Linked DNA regions of Mus musculus: region 2 is linked to region 1. Evidence: chromatin contacts called from public Hi-C data. All regions are on one chromosome and are shown on one strand. The core of a region is the stretch at or near the end of the contact, and the rest is flanking DNA. Distances in the headings are between cores, read along the strand shown. Region 1 overlaps Dscam (DS cell adhesion molecule). Region 2 overlaps Dscam (DS cell adhesion molecule).

Region 1 (6,748 bases), core at 3,184-5,683:
TGCCTGTGTGTCTATGTCTGTGTGTCTATGTATGTATGTGTGTTTGTGTCTGTGTATGTGTGGGGGGGTGCCTCTCTGTGTATGTATCTGTCTGTGCATGTGTCTATATGTGTGCATGTGTGTCTGAGTGTGTATCTTTATATGTGTGTCTATGTGTATCTGTTTGTGTGTGTCTGTATATGTGTGTGTCTGTGTATGTATCTCTGTGTGTATGTCTGTGTATATGTGTGTGAAGTTCTGGCATTTTCTGGAATGCCTTCCAGCATCTGCATCTAGCTTCATTACACTTTGGGCAGAGCAACAAGGAATGTCTTCAGATCACAGGGTTACCAGAGTTGTCAGTGTCTTTTGTAGCACAAAGCTTAGCCCACCAGACAAAGCAGAAGGCTCAGGGTTTATCTGTTGGGTTGTAGTCATAATTACTTTTAGTTCTCTCAATAATATGAAGAGGATCATTCTTAGAGTCATGATTCTTTGTCCTAAAGCTAGGCTTAGAGTCAGGCATGGTAGCACATGCCTGTGGTCCTGCAACTCCAGAGACTAAGACAGGTAAGTTCAAGATAAACATCACAATTATTTCAGTCACCTCTGAACAAACAGCAACAGTGCTCACAGGACTGTATGGAGCATGATCAGGAGAGAATGAAGAAGACAGAAAGACCAGTATTGTCATAGGAGCGGTCCACCCAGAGCTGGCAGGAGTCTGGGGACCATATCTGACCACAGCCCAGTTAGGCTAGCTGCATCCAGCATTGAGAAATGTGTCAGCAAGTGCCCAGTGTCCTCTGAAGGACACTAGCCTGACTGCTAAGACCAGAATCAACCACAAGGTCAACCTGGGAGTGAGGGACCCTGAGGAGCTGACTGAAGTGCTAATAAGCACATCTTCAATGAAAGCTTGTTGTTAGCTAACTGCACAGAGGGAGGGGAGCGCAGAGATTGCTCACTGGAGAACTTCTAAGGCCTCCCTTGCCTCAGTGCTCTAAAACCCAGAATAGGTGAGATGTCAGAGTGACTCATTGTTTGGTGAGATGGGCATTTCTTCTCCACGGACCTGGGAATCTTCAAATGTCCTTGAGCATCTCCAGGGCCCTGGAAAGATTTCTGGGCAGGGCATTCTAAGTGCCTTGAATGGAGTCTGCTTTGAATGGCCTCCTTGCAAGAAATCCCAAAGGAGGCATTAAGAACAAAGTTTCTCACTATCTCTCCTGGATGCCGACCCCCTTTGCAGGCACACAGGCACATATCTGCATGCAGGAGCCTCCAGGTCATTGTTATTTATCATGTCTAGGGGAACACTGTCATCCCAGGAGGCCCATGATTAACGATAATGTGGGAACTGGAGGTAATTTGCTGACATGTTAGATCTCTGCAAGGCACTAGGATGGAAGCAGCATTTTTCAAACCCTGCTCTGTGGGAGCCCCAGGGGCTGTGGGGACTCCAGGCAGGAGGAGGGTGGAACTCTTGTGGCAGACTCTCCATTCTGAGCTTGCTTGGCTCTCTGTGTTTGTTACACTCCTATGAAGATTCTGAATAACAAAAGTGAATGTGATCTGTAAAGAAAAAAGAAATCTCTTATTATTATATCTCAAATGGAGTGTCCCTTATGGAAGGAATGTGCCAAACGATTCCCGGACCATTTTCTAGGCATGCATACATGCATCTTTAGAGTTTTGTTTTGACTTGTTTTTGTTGTTGTTGTAGTCATTGCCTGGGTTTTTTGTTTGTTTATTATTTTGTTGTTTTTGTTTTTTGAGCTGGGATGGAACCCCAGGGTCGTGTGCATGCAAGGCAAGTATTTTGCCACTTAGCTGCACTGCACACCTTGTGAGTCCATTCTGAGGGTCATCTGCATTCATTTGGGGTTGCCATAACAACAGCAATGTGTGGCTGAACAAGAACTTATTCCCACAGGGATTTGGGGGTTGGAGTTGGGTTGGGGTTCATTCCTTCACAGGTTCTCCATTTTGACTTGCAGATAGCTGCTTTAGTCAACTTTGCCGAACTATAATGAAAACCCAAGGGCAGGCTACTAATGAAGCAGAGTTCAACCTATTTCTCTTACAGTGGTGGCACTTCAGGCTGGCTCCTACTTTATTCAGTTTCCACTTGGGTCCTGTGGAATATGTCAGGTGTTGATGCTTCCTGTGGTAGGGGCCTTAAGAAGTAGGAAGAGCTGGGTGTGGTTGCACACGCCTTTAATCCCAGCACTTGGGAGGCAGAAGCAGGTGGATTTCTGAGTTTGAGGCCAGCCTGGTCTACAGAGTGAGTTCCAGGACAGCCAGAGCTACACAGAGAGACCCTGTCTCAAAAAAAAGAAAGAAAGAAAGGAAGGAAGGAAGGAAGGAAGGAAGGAAGGAAGGAAGAAAGAAAGAAAGAAAGAAAGAAAGAAAGAAAGAAAGAAAGAAAGAAAGAAAGACAGACAGACAGACAGACAGACAGACAGACAGACAGACAGACAGAAAGACAGACAGACAGACAGACAGAAAGAAAGACAGAAAGAAAGACAGAAAGACAGAAAGACAGAAAGACAGAGAAGTAGGAAGAGAGGATATTGAGCAGGGTTGGGCTCAGCCTTTAGTACAACCCTTCTCCAAAGCTACCTGGACTCCAACCAAGAACACAGCCCAAAGACCAAGTAATTCCCACTATAGATCCCTCTTAAGGATACAAGATCTCAGAATCATCCATCAGACTGACAGGGACCTCAGTATAAGCCACACCCAGTGCACAGCACTGGCTATGTCTTCCCTGCCTCCTTGCATGATTGTGTCTTGAGTGTCTGAGTCTCTGTCCCCTTTGATGAGGACACCAAGCCCACTGGATTAGAACTCTCTCTATGGCCTTATTCAACCTTGCTCACCATTTGAAAGGACCCACTCCAAATGTAGCTGCCTTGTAGGGCATTGGGGTTTCAGTATGTTAAGATTGGAGGGCATGACTTGATGTGTAACATAATTTAAAAACAGCAGGACACACACACATTCTCAGTCACACAGATCTTTAAGGTCACAGATGCTTTTCCTGACCTTGTGGCCAACACTTGCAGTCAGTGAATCTGACATGGATGCTTTGGGTAAGGAGTCATAGTGCCACCCCCACCCCCACCCCAGAATGACAGGAAGCCTGATTGCCACTTGGCTGGCCCTTCCAGTAAGAAGTAGATTTCCATGCCTCCTCCTGCTCCAGATGACTGCCTATCCTCTGTAAGTTTCTTTAGGGTTTCTAGCATCTGGTCCAAGGAGAATGGCACACTCTCCCATGCAATGTAGATCACCTGCTTTTGTATTTCAGTCTGGCTGCCAAGTCCATATCTGAGATGTTCTTTCTGGTAGGTAAGCCAAGCTGCTATGGCTGATTTTTAGTCTCTGCTGGTTTGGTGAGCTATGTCTTTCTCTTCCTAGAACCATGGGTATTCCTAAATAACCCAGTGCTCTGCATGGCTGTTTTATTAGCTGTCGAAACAGCCTCAACACTAGCTCAGAAGACTGACCCATGGGACCTCAGCAGCAAACACATCAAATGCCTTTCTATGCCCATTCCAATCAGTGTGAGAAACTGTTCACAGTCTTCTTATATCTCTCCCATGGTCACATGCATCAGCTGCCATCCAGGTTCTGTACCATGATCCACGTTGGGTGAGTCAGTTATCTTTGAAGAGAATGAAAGGTTTCAGATAACTGGATAGAAATGTGAACACTTACACACACACACACACACACACACACACACACACACACACACACCATTCTTTCTCATACACACACACACACACACCATTCTTTCTCATACACACACACACCATTCTTTCTCATACACACACACACACATACATACAAACATACATACACACACACACACACACACACACACACACACACACACACACACACACATACAAATACAAATCAATGGTCCACATATCTGATTTTAAACTATGTGCTGAGTATTTTCAAACCTCTGAGTCCACAGTGTGATATAGCTACAAAAATCAAAAGTGAAACTGTTTCAAAACATTCCACTTTTTTTTTTTTTAAGAAACAGTGTGTCTAATATAATCAAGTATGTGAGTCTCTGGGTAAAGAAAACAAACCTAGGCAGATTTAATCTCCCATTGGCAATGTAGCCAGGCAGAGTGCTTAGTTCACATTCATGTGGTCCTGGTTTCATCACAGCATCTCAAAAATAAAAAAAATAAAAAAAAAAAGAATCTGTGCGATTATAAAATCAAACATGATTAATTCCCCTAAAGTTTCTTTTGTTTGTTTAAAGAAATTTTTTCTTTAGAACTGCTTTAAATAGTCCTTAGTGAATTTAAAATATCATTGAATGTGGGAAAAAAAAAACCTTTCTTGCTCATTTTCTCTGGAACATATGTTTTGAAATGTGATGTAATCCTGCCTTCTAAATTTGGGCATGGATGGACACAGTGTTCACATTCCCCGAATGTGCACAAACACAAGCTCATTCCCTCAACACGTGCAAATGACATAATGGAACCAAAAATGGTCACAAAGAGACAGATGATCAGTACCCCTCAGTTTGAGATCTGCCCTTCTCTCTGCAGAGCCACACTGGGGAAAGTACAGAAGCCCCTCCTTTATCCAAGATGGCAGCTTTGTCTCACATGGAGTTCTGTGGATCTGGTAAAGATCCCCCTGGCCACTAAGTAGTTCCTTTGCCCATAATGCTATCTTGCCACTCTCCCACCCAACTAAAGCCATCATATAATATCCAATTGCCCTTTTTAGTAGGTCTATTCTCTCATCTCCCTGGGGACACCTCACAGTTCATGGTATGTTTAAAACTTTGTCATTTGGCAGCATTGTGCTTCTTGTGGTCTCATTCTCTCCCTAATCCCCATAGATAGGAGGCTGTGAAATATTAAACTATTAAATTCCCATGAAGCATGTGGCAGAGGATTAGAAAACAATCTAGTATATGCATCATGGGTTATCTTCACTTTTCCTGGGGAAAAGAACTCCTTCATCACAATGGGAAATGATGTGGCCTTAAAGACCTGGACTTCATTGAGTTATCTGTCCCTGCCTGCTGAGGGAAAGTGGCTTCTCATTTTGGATATGAGAGCCTTCTTCTGCCATGGGAAAAGGCTGCCATTTTACACATGAGGTAAAACCTTCACACAGAGACTCCACATGGACGGGAGCATTGACCACTCATAGTTTGTCCATCATCTGGATCTTCCCTCTAAGGATACAATTAATTCATGGGCCCATATCATTTCTACCTTACTTTCTTGATACATTGCAAAGCAGATGTATCAATAAATATTCACCATCATTAGATGAAATAAGAGAGTTTATGGTGATTGATTTTCACAGATGTGGTCCATTCCATAATGATGGAGTTAAGACTCCAAGTGTCTGTTAACTTTAATTAATAATGCGTGTGTGTGAAATGTATTGCATGTGTATATATGCCTGGACTAGAGGTAAACTTCGAGTTTCTTTCTCTATTGCCCTCCACCATACTTTTTAAGTCATGGTATCTCATGGAAACTGAGGCTCACTGATTGGTTGGATTATCTCTAATCCCTTAGCACTAGGATTATAGGAGGAGGCAGTTATGCCTGGCTTAGGTGTGGGGGCTTAGCATCCAAATTTTGGCTCTTGTGTGCGAGCACTTCACCCACCAAGCCACTTTCTCAGCCCAATAACAAGTTTACAAGCATCCCTTCAAGCTTAAGGAATAACTGACCTTAGGGTTAGACTCAAAATGCAGTGGGATTGAACCTGTTGGTGGCAGAGTGGATGGAAATTCTCAGTTTGCCTGTGGATATAACAGTATTGCAGTGCACATAACAATGTTGCAGTGGATATAACAGCGTTGCAGTGGATATAACAATGTTGCTAAATCAAGCAGTGAGCAAACAGCACAGGTGATTTCAGTGTGATGCTGTGTGGCTGCTTTGTCTCCAGTGCTGTGAGGACTCTAGGATCTTGGGTTCTGTCCTGGTATTTTCTTCCTAGGAGAGAAAGTTGAACTTGACAATAAGTCTTGATGCTTGTTACAGCTACTGATCTTCTCCTGGTTGGAAAGCTTTCTTTACTGAGTGAAAAAGCTTTGTTTTTTCTCCATCTAAACCTAAAATAAATTTTAAAAAAACATTTAGTTATTTTATATTAATTAGAACATGTATAGCAATCACATTGTTGTGGGGTTCAGGTGAAATAGAATAAGCTGGAAAGAGAATCTACTGTGAAATATTCAGGGCTAGAGAGATGCCTCAGTGGTTTAGAATGCTGTCTGCTCTTTCAAAGGACCCAAGTTTGATTGCCAGCATCCATGTGATAGCTCACAACTGTATATAACTCTAATCCTGGGGCTCTGGCACTCCCTGCTGGCCTCTGCTGGCACAAAGGATACACATGATATCCAGACATTATTCAGGCAAGCCACCAATAAACATAAAATAAAATTCAGAAAATAGAAATGAGTATTTAAAAGGTGCACTTCTAAACCTAGGGAATGGGAATTTTAAACATGTTGGAAGAGACTTGCTCAGTTATTTTCCTATGTGTGGATAATTATATTTTTCTAAAATACCTTTCCCCATGGAGTCCATTAGAGCATCTTCTCATGGAGTCCTTATGCTTCATTTTTGTGGAGAGCTAGCTGAGAGTCATTTTTAATGAAAGAAAGGTTTATTCTGGCTCATCCTGTGATGGAATTCCATTCATTGTTCACGGTGTCTGCAGCTTGAGGAGCTGGACACACAGGGGGAAG
Region 2 (6,748 bases), core at 3,091-5,590, 170 kb before region 1:
AGTGGAAAAAATCACACACAATGCGGTCCCTCCATGTAGACAGTTCTATGGCATCTGAGGATTCCCTACCTCTGATCAAAGGGGGAACCAAACAGTCTGTAGATACACAGTCACCAATGCACTTAGCCACCAGTGACTCATTTAGATCCCTTTCTTTCGTTTATAAATTTTATTTGTATGTATGTGTATGTGTGCACATATGCTGCCACCACAAGTGCCCATGGAAGCTAAAAGAGAGCATCAGGTTCTCCAAAATTGGAGTTACAATTGTGGGCCTCCTGATGTGGGTGCTGGGATCTGAACTCCAGTCCTCAGGAAGAGCAGCAGACACTCTTTACCACCGAGTGAGTCATTTCTCCGGGCTTATCCCTATCCCACCTACCCCCCAACCCCCGTACCTGTCCCTCTAATATTGGTCTCAGACTCTTAAATTATCTAGTTACACTGAAACAAACTTCCAGGTTCAGGTAGGCATTTAATGTTACACTGTCTTCCTCTGTCCTTTCCACAGGACAACAGTATGGCAGGTAAATCAAAATGGGGAACTTCGGTTACATTACTTTGACTGTGTAAGCATTAGCTGTCATGGAACCATAGGCAATGAATAGGATATTTTTCTATTCCAGCATTGTGCTTTCTGGAGGAAAAATAGTCAGTTGCTTCTTTGTTTACTTAGTTTCACAGTGCGAGTTACTAATTCACCCTCTGGTTTCTCCATCTGAGCTTGGTTCCCTTCCCAACACATTCAGATGCATCGCAGCCTTTGCACACTCATCTTTTTCCCAGACGCTTCTCTCATCAGGGGGGTGGGGTGGGGTACACCTTCTTTCCCAGCCTGGACTGTTTTGTACTGGGATATGGTATTCCAGGTAGGTATATTAATCTGTTTTTTTTTTTTTTTTTTTTTTTTGTCTCATTGCTCTGAACACATAGCTACCTTAGGGGAGGAGGAACATCTATTCTGGGTCACAGGCTAAGAAAAAACGCACGCCATTGTGGTGGCAAGGACACCTGACAGCACATGGCACCCACAGTCAGGAAGCAGAGGCCAGAAGTGGTGCCAGATTGTCAAGTACCCCCAGTGCTCTATTGTGGTAGTATAGGCTCACAGTCCCACACTGCTTCTGTGGGTGTTAGCACTGCATGTAGGTTTCCCTCTTATATGGAGAGAGCATCCCAAACCCTGCTATAGTTTATTCAGCTCTTCAGTGAATGCTGGTGGGTTCTGGCAGTGTAGCGCTCTGCACCCCCACCTCATGTGTTGTTCTGTGGTTACTTGTTGTTTTGCTAAGTGATGGTTTTCTTTCTTTCTTTCTTTCTTTCTTTCTTTCTTTCTTTCTTTCTTTCTTTCTTTCTTTCTCTTTCTTCCTCTCTCTTTCTTTTTCTTCCTTTCTTCATTAATTTTTCCTTCCTCCATCCCTCCCTCTGTCCCTCCTTTCCTCCTTATTTTCTTTCTTTCTTTCTTTCTTTCTTTCTTTCTTTCTTTCTTTCTTTCTTTCTTTCTTTCTTTCTTTCTTTCTTCCTCTCTTCCATGTTGGGGAACACACTTTCATACAAGTGATCTCCACAGTCTCCCGTTCATGTTTATAATTAAGAAGCTGTCTTCTCCACATGATCATAATGCTGGCATGAGTCCCCATGCCCTTACTTCTGCCTGTCCCCTTTATTCATAATTTCTCACATGATTCTGATATCATCATACTTTCTTCACTACCTTTACTTCCCCCCTAAATATCTGCAAATTCCAAGGAATCTGAGTTAGTCTGATTTTCATTACTATGACAAAATTCTTGAGGCTAGGTCGTATTTGAAGAAAAAAAGGCTTATTTAACCTACAGTTTTGGAGATGTTTATTGAAGTTCTGTCTCTGTCATCCTATATACCCTGGCCATAACACGTGGTTTCAGATAACATCATGCCAGATATGTGTATATGGGAGAGATCATGTGGAATGACATCAAACCTTAGACTACTGAAGGCCCAGTCTCTGATAATAACTAACTACAGCCTTGTAAGAATTATATGTCCAAGAGTGACAATCCCATTAGGTCCCACCTCTTAATGAGCCCACTGTCTCCGCATTGTTACACCTTTGCTGTGAAGAGACACAATGACCCCAACTCTTACAAGAAAAACACTTAATTGGGGCTGGCTTACAGTTTTAAAGGTTTAATGGATCATCGTCATGGTAGTATATAGGCAGACATGGCGCTGGAGAGGTAGCTGAGAGTTCTACATCTGGATCCTCAGGCAGCAGGAAAAGAACTGCCACACTAGACTTAGCTTGAGCATCTGAGACTTCAAAGCCTGCCTCCGAAGTGACATACTTCTTCCAACAAGGACACACCTCCTAATAATGCCACTTCCCAAGGGGCTATAGGAGCCATTTTTATTCAAACCACCAAACTGTCCATTACAAACTTGACAGGAATTGGTATCCCCTGGGAGGCAGGCCTATAGGGAATCATGCTGAATAATTAGAATATAGTAGACTAACTGAACACTGAAGACCCACAGTAAAATTGAGCAGTGCCATTTCCTGGGCATGGTTCCTGGCCCATATAAAAATTAATGGTCGAGTTCCTCATAGCTTTCTGCTTCTTGACTTGGGTACCATGTGACCAGCATCTTCAAGCTCCCAATATTCTGACTTCTCTATCAAGATATACTATACTTCAACATGTGAGCCAACAAAGATCCCCTTTCTCTCAGTTGCTTGTATCAGGGTATTTTTCATGTTTACAACTTCTAGTACACTTGCCTTAGGAGACAACTCAGATCACATTCAAACCATGGCAGGACCAGTCACATGATTTAGGTCACATGATTTAGATTAGCTCTGGCGCAATTTGTAGAAAACCATCCCCTCCTTGGGCTTCCAATTCTTTGGAATTGCTGACTACTTTAGTGTCCTTCGACACATGTAAACTTGAAATTTAAATGCTAGATTGTTACATACAACATGCTCATGGCTTATTTGAGGGCCCATGTTCTCCTCCTGAAATGCACACTTCAACTACCACTATGTTAAAGCAACTTTCAGATGTCCCCAGGGACCCAGAGACTTTATGTGCACAATGAACTACTGTGCACATATGAGATAATTTTCTAGAAGGGTATAACAGATATTTTAGAGCAATTTTTTCTGGTTAAAACACTTTTTCCTCTGGAGATTTGTAAAGCACACAATGAAAGATGATTTTTTTATTATTAGTCATGTTGTAAAATCTGTAAGAATTTTGGGTATAAAGAACACTGTTGACAAAGCAGTTCAAATCTCAGAAGTGAGTTCTCAGGGCACCTCAGGAGTTATATTCTCAGCCACTCATGGTCCCTGAGGGCTTGATGATGAACTTTTGGTTATGACAGATAATGTCTAAGAAATGCACACCAGGAATTATTCCTTATAATGAATATTTGGTTATATGAAAAAAAATTGTGTTTTTTCCTTTTAGACATCTAATGGTCTATTAATAAACACATAGAGACATTTGTTAAGAACGTGTTTATGCTCTGAGTACCAGGACCAAAGCTGTACCATCATCTGTGTTTTGTGCCTGGGGTAAGGAGGTGGGGAGGGCTTTTTTACATGATGGTAAATGTGACTAAGACAGATTGTCTCAGGAAGCTGAGAGGGAGGGTGTGGTGTCTAGTTGGGAGACAATTCAGAATTAAATTCCTACAAAATGTACAAATGTACAAGCTGAGAACCCCCCCAAAAAAAATCGAGTTGGAATATCGAGCCAATCAGCATGCTTTTCTTTTGCTGGATTGGTTGATTGGTTGGAGCATTGTGAGACATTTTATTGAAGTTCTTTCAGTGTCTCTTCCTGATGTTTCCTTGTCTCTCACTTCTGAGTTTGACTCCATGGTGTGAGCTCACTCTTGAGAAATTCATTGTACTGATGGTTGCATTTTGTTTTCTGTTAACCGGCGTTGCAGTCATCATGCAGTTAAGGTACTCGGAACCAGTAAGGCCCTGTAGGCTCTGCTGTGAACTTTGCTGAGATGACATTGACCCCCCATTGCCATGGTGATGTGTTCTGCATGCTGTGCCTGAAGTATGTTGCTGTAGCGTCCGGAGAATGTTCTATGCTGGTCATACTTTTGGTTTTGAATTGCTGAGTTCAGTAAGTAAATAGCAAAGCCCATGTAAAAGAATAGGTAGAAGAAGATGGATAGAAAGAAAGAAGCAAAATATCCAATTAGGCACTCATAGTATCCATCAGAAATTATCTGGGAAGCCCTGCTTGGCAGCCAGCTGGAGTTCCCCACTGAGAGTCCTGGGCAGATCAGCGTGTCCTCACATTCCCTCTGGGTGAGACTTCCACATAAAGCAACAAATGGCAGCAGATGGGGATGATGTCACAAGTCACGCTCAGGACATCTAGCAGACATTGAGTGGGGAAGTTGACATTGGTGGAGTTTCTGATTGAGCTCTATCTCCACAGCTGAGCTTCCTACGGCTGACCTTCTGGCTTCTCTTTCCCAGTGAGGCGTCTGTCTTTATAATGTGGGATAAACAGAGGTGAATTCTGTTGAAAATGGTTCACTTTCTAGCTGTCCCCAAGGACATGATGTCATTTTATACTTGGTTAAGCTATCTTGCTCATCTCTCTGGGTCCTGGGGTTAGGAGCAGCATATCCCAAGACAAGGGAGGACACTTTGAGATTAAAATGCTAGGGTCTGAAGTGGGGGCAGAGACCTAAGTTCCAGTGCTAGATTCTTAGTGAGCTCAAGCTGCAATGACAGTTTACCAGTTCAGCTATGTGTGTTATGTTTCTGTGCTCTGGCTAGTTGTGATGTGAATTATCTTTTCTACCTACCCTGTTCTGATTTCCTTTCCAGTGCTCCATATTTTTTCAATTTTTTTAACCACATGCAAATGCCAGGTAAAGACTTATTTGGGGTTCCCTCTCCAGCTCTCTGCAGCTCTCTATATACAATGTCCCTCTGTGTGCATTAGTGTCCTCTTAGAAATAAAACAATGTATTTTATTTATAATCTTGTGTGTGTGTGTGTGTGTGTGTGTGTGTGTGTGTGTTTGTGTGTATGTGTATGTGTATGTGTGTGTGTGAATAGGGGGCTGGGAACCAAACCCAGGTCCTCTCCAAGAACAGCCATTCCTCTTAGCCACTGAGCCATCTCTCTAGCTCCTCACTCTGTTGTCCTAATTCAGCAATTCAGTCTTACCCTGTGGATTGATGTTGGGAATGTGGGAAGGAGGAGGCCCTGGCTAGTTTGCTGTTTGCTATTCACATTGCCTGAATATTTGGTTGTAAAAGTAGGAGGTCCAAATCAGTTTCAAGTTTTGTGCCTGTGGCTGTTTTATCAGTAGGCATGGAACTACATACACTGTCTGCCAAGGACAAGTCTTATCTGACTCTTATTTCATGAGGAGTTATTTGATCACGTGCTTTAATGCTGGGTACCATTAACATACATTAGTTAGAGTTCAGCATGCTACTGCAGAAACACATAGGCACATCTTTATAACCTTACTTGGAATTGCTTCTCAAACACTTAGGAACTTTCCAGGCTGTGATGTGACCATCATTCATCTGATTCCAGTGGTCAGAGCCAGGTCACAGTGAGTTTGAAGGCATCAACTCGAACATAAAGCAGTTTCATGTCTCTGAATTAGTGAAAGGTTACACTTCCCTGACATATTTACCCAAGGTAGAGTTATGTTCCTTTTATTTTGGAAGGCCTTTACAGAAAGTAGTATACATACCTGTTCACAGGTTCTTATAAAATCAATAAAAAGCATTTTGGACCCAAATAAAATGTCCACCTAAAGTGAGTCCCTGTGGTCTATAAATCTGGTGTCCTGCCTTAGGTCTCAGAATTCTGACATCTCAGAATCCATTAAAATGCCGACATCCAATACTGCCATCCTGTTTGTTTCCTTCTTCTTTTAGGAAGTATAAAGGCTCAAACAGGGTCTCACTCTATAATTCAGGCTGGCTAGGAACTTACTATGTAGCCCAGGCTAGACTCATATTTATGGTGATCCTCCTGCCTCCAATCTCCTAGGTGCTGGCATGATGAGTTGTGAGACTCTGAGTTGCCTTCCATCCTTTTGTGTCTAGTACATCATTTTTTCTGTGGGATTTAGACCACGGATCTTACCATTCTCCTGTATCTCCTATGTATTCCTTTCTTTTTCTGTTTTCTTAAGGTTTTAAGTAGAATACAGCAGTCATGCTGTCACTGTGTGCTGATCCCAGTGGATAGCACTGGGAAATCTTATCTGAAGATAAGAACATGCAGATCAGGACAAATTGTGACAGCCCCTGGGCTCTCTCCACCTCCTCCCATGAGGAGAGTTGAATAGGTATTCATCTCTCCACACTTAAATCTAACACTATGGGTTTGTTCTTACTCCGATTATATTTGATGGGGGAGGGAAGAGAGATGGGACTCTTTTGTGCCTGTGTTTTTATTGTTTTGTTTTATTTAGCATTATGATATAAGAGCCTGGGTGTGTAGCTCAATGACTAAACTTGCATGAGATGCTGAGTTCCAATTGAGCAATGCAAACAAACAAACAAACAAACAAACAAACCATCAGAAGACCACCAATGACCATCACAACAACATAATATGAAATCTAAAACTGAAACCAAAACCAGACAAACAAAAACATACTGTATGCACTAGGAGTATGGTAGCAAATGCCTGTAATCCCATAACTCTGAAGACCAAAGCAAGAAAGAAGATGCTCACAAGTTTGAGGCCAGTTTG

The links. A called contact is a pair of places that touch in the nucleus more often than the background predicts.
Region 2: a Hi-C map of nephron progenitors shows a contact between it and region 1, with 3 times the contacts expected there. The contact joins two enhancer-like sites. A contact is called at or near these places in 10 of 484 Hi-C or Micro-C datasets (the C2C12 cell line, adipose-derived mesenchymal stem cells, cortical neurons and 4 more) and 1 of 115 datasets of contacts at active chromatin or transcription factors (embryonic fibroblasts).

What each region holds. Positions count from the first base shown.
Region 1 is chr16:96,899,131-96,905,878 of GRCm38.p6, reverse strand. The region is part of intron 3 of Dscam (DS cell adhesion molecule); the gene reads left to right. It overlaps Gm32432 (a long non-coding RNA gene), which reads right to left. Exons shown (of 2, transcript XR_876307.3): 1 at 1-6,748. Among named protein-coding and RNA genes, the nearest start is that of Gm32432, 20 kb to the right of the region's middle. Within about 2 kb of position 4,433, at least 21 of the 459 cell types and tissues checked have an H3K27ac peak or open chromatin away from gene starts, as enhancers often do.
Region 2 is chr16:97,064,648-97,071,395 of GRCm38.p6, reverse strand. The region is part of intron 1 of Dscam (DS cell adhesion molecule); the gene reads left to right. Among named protein-coding and RNA genes, the nearest start is that of Dscam, 100 kb to the left of the region's middle. Within about 2 kb of position 4,340, at least 17 of the 459 cell types and tissues checked have an H3K27ac peak or open chromatin away from gene starts, as enhancers often do.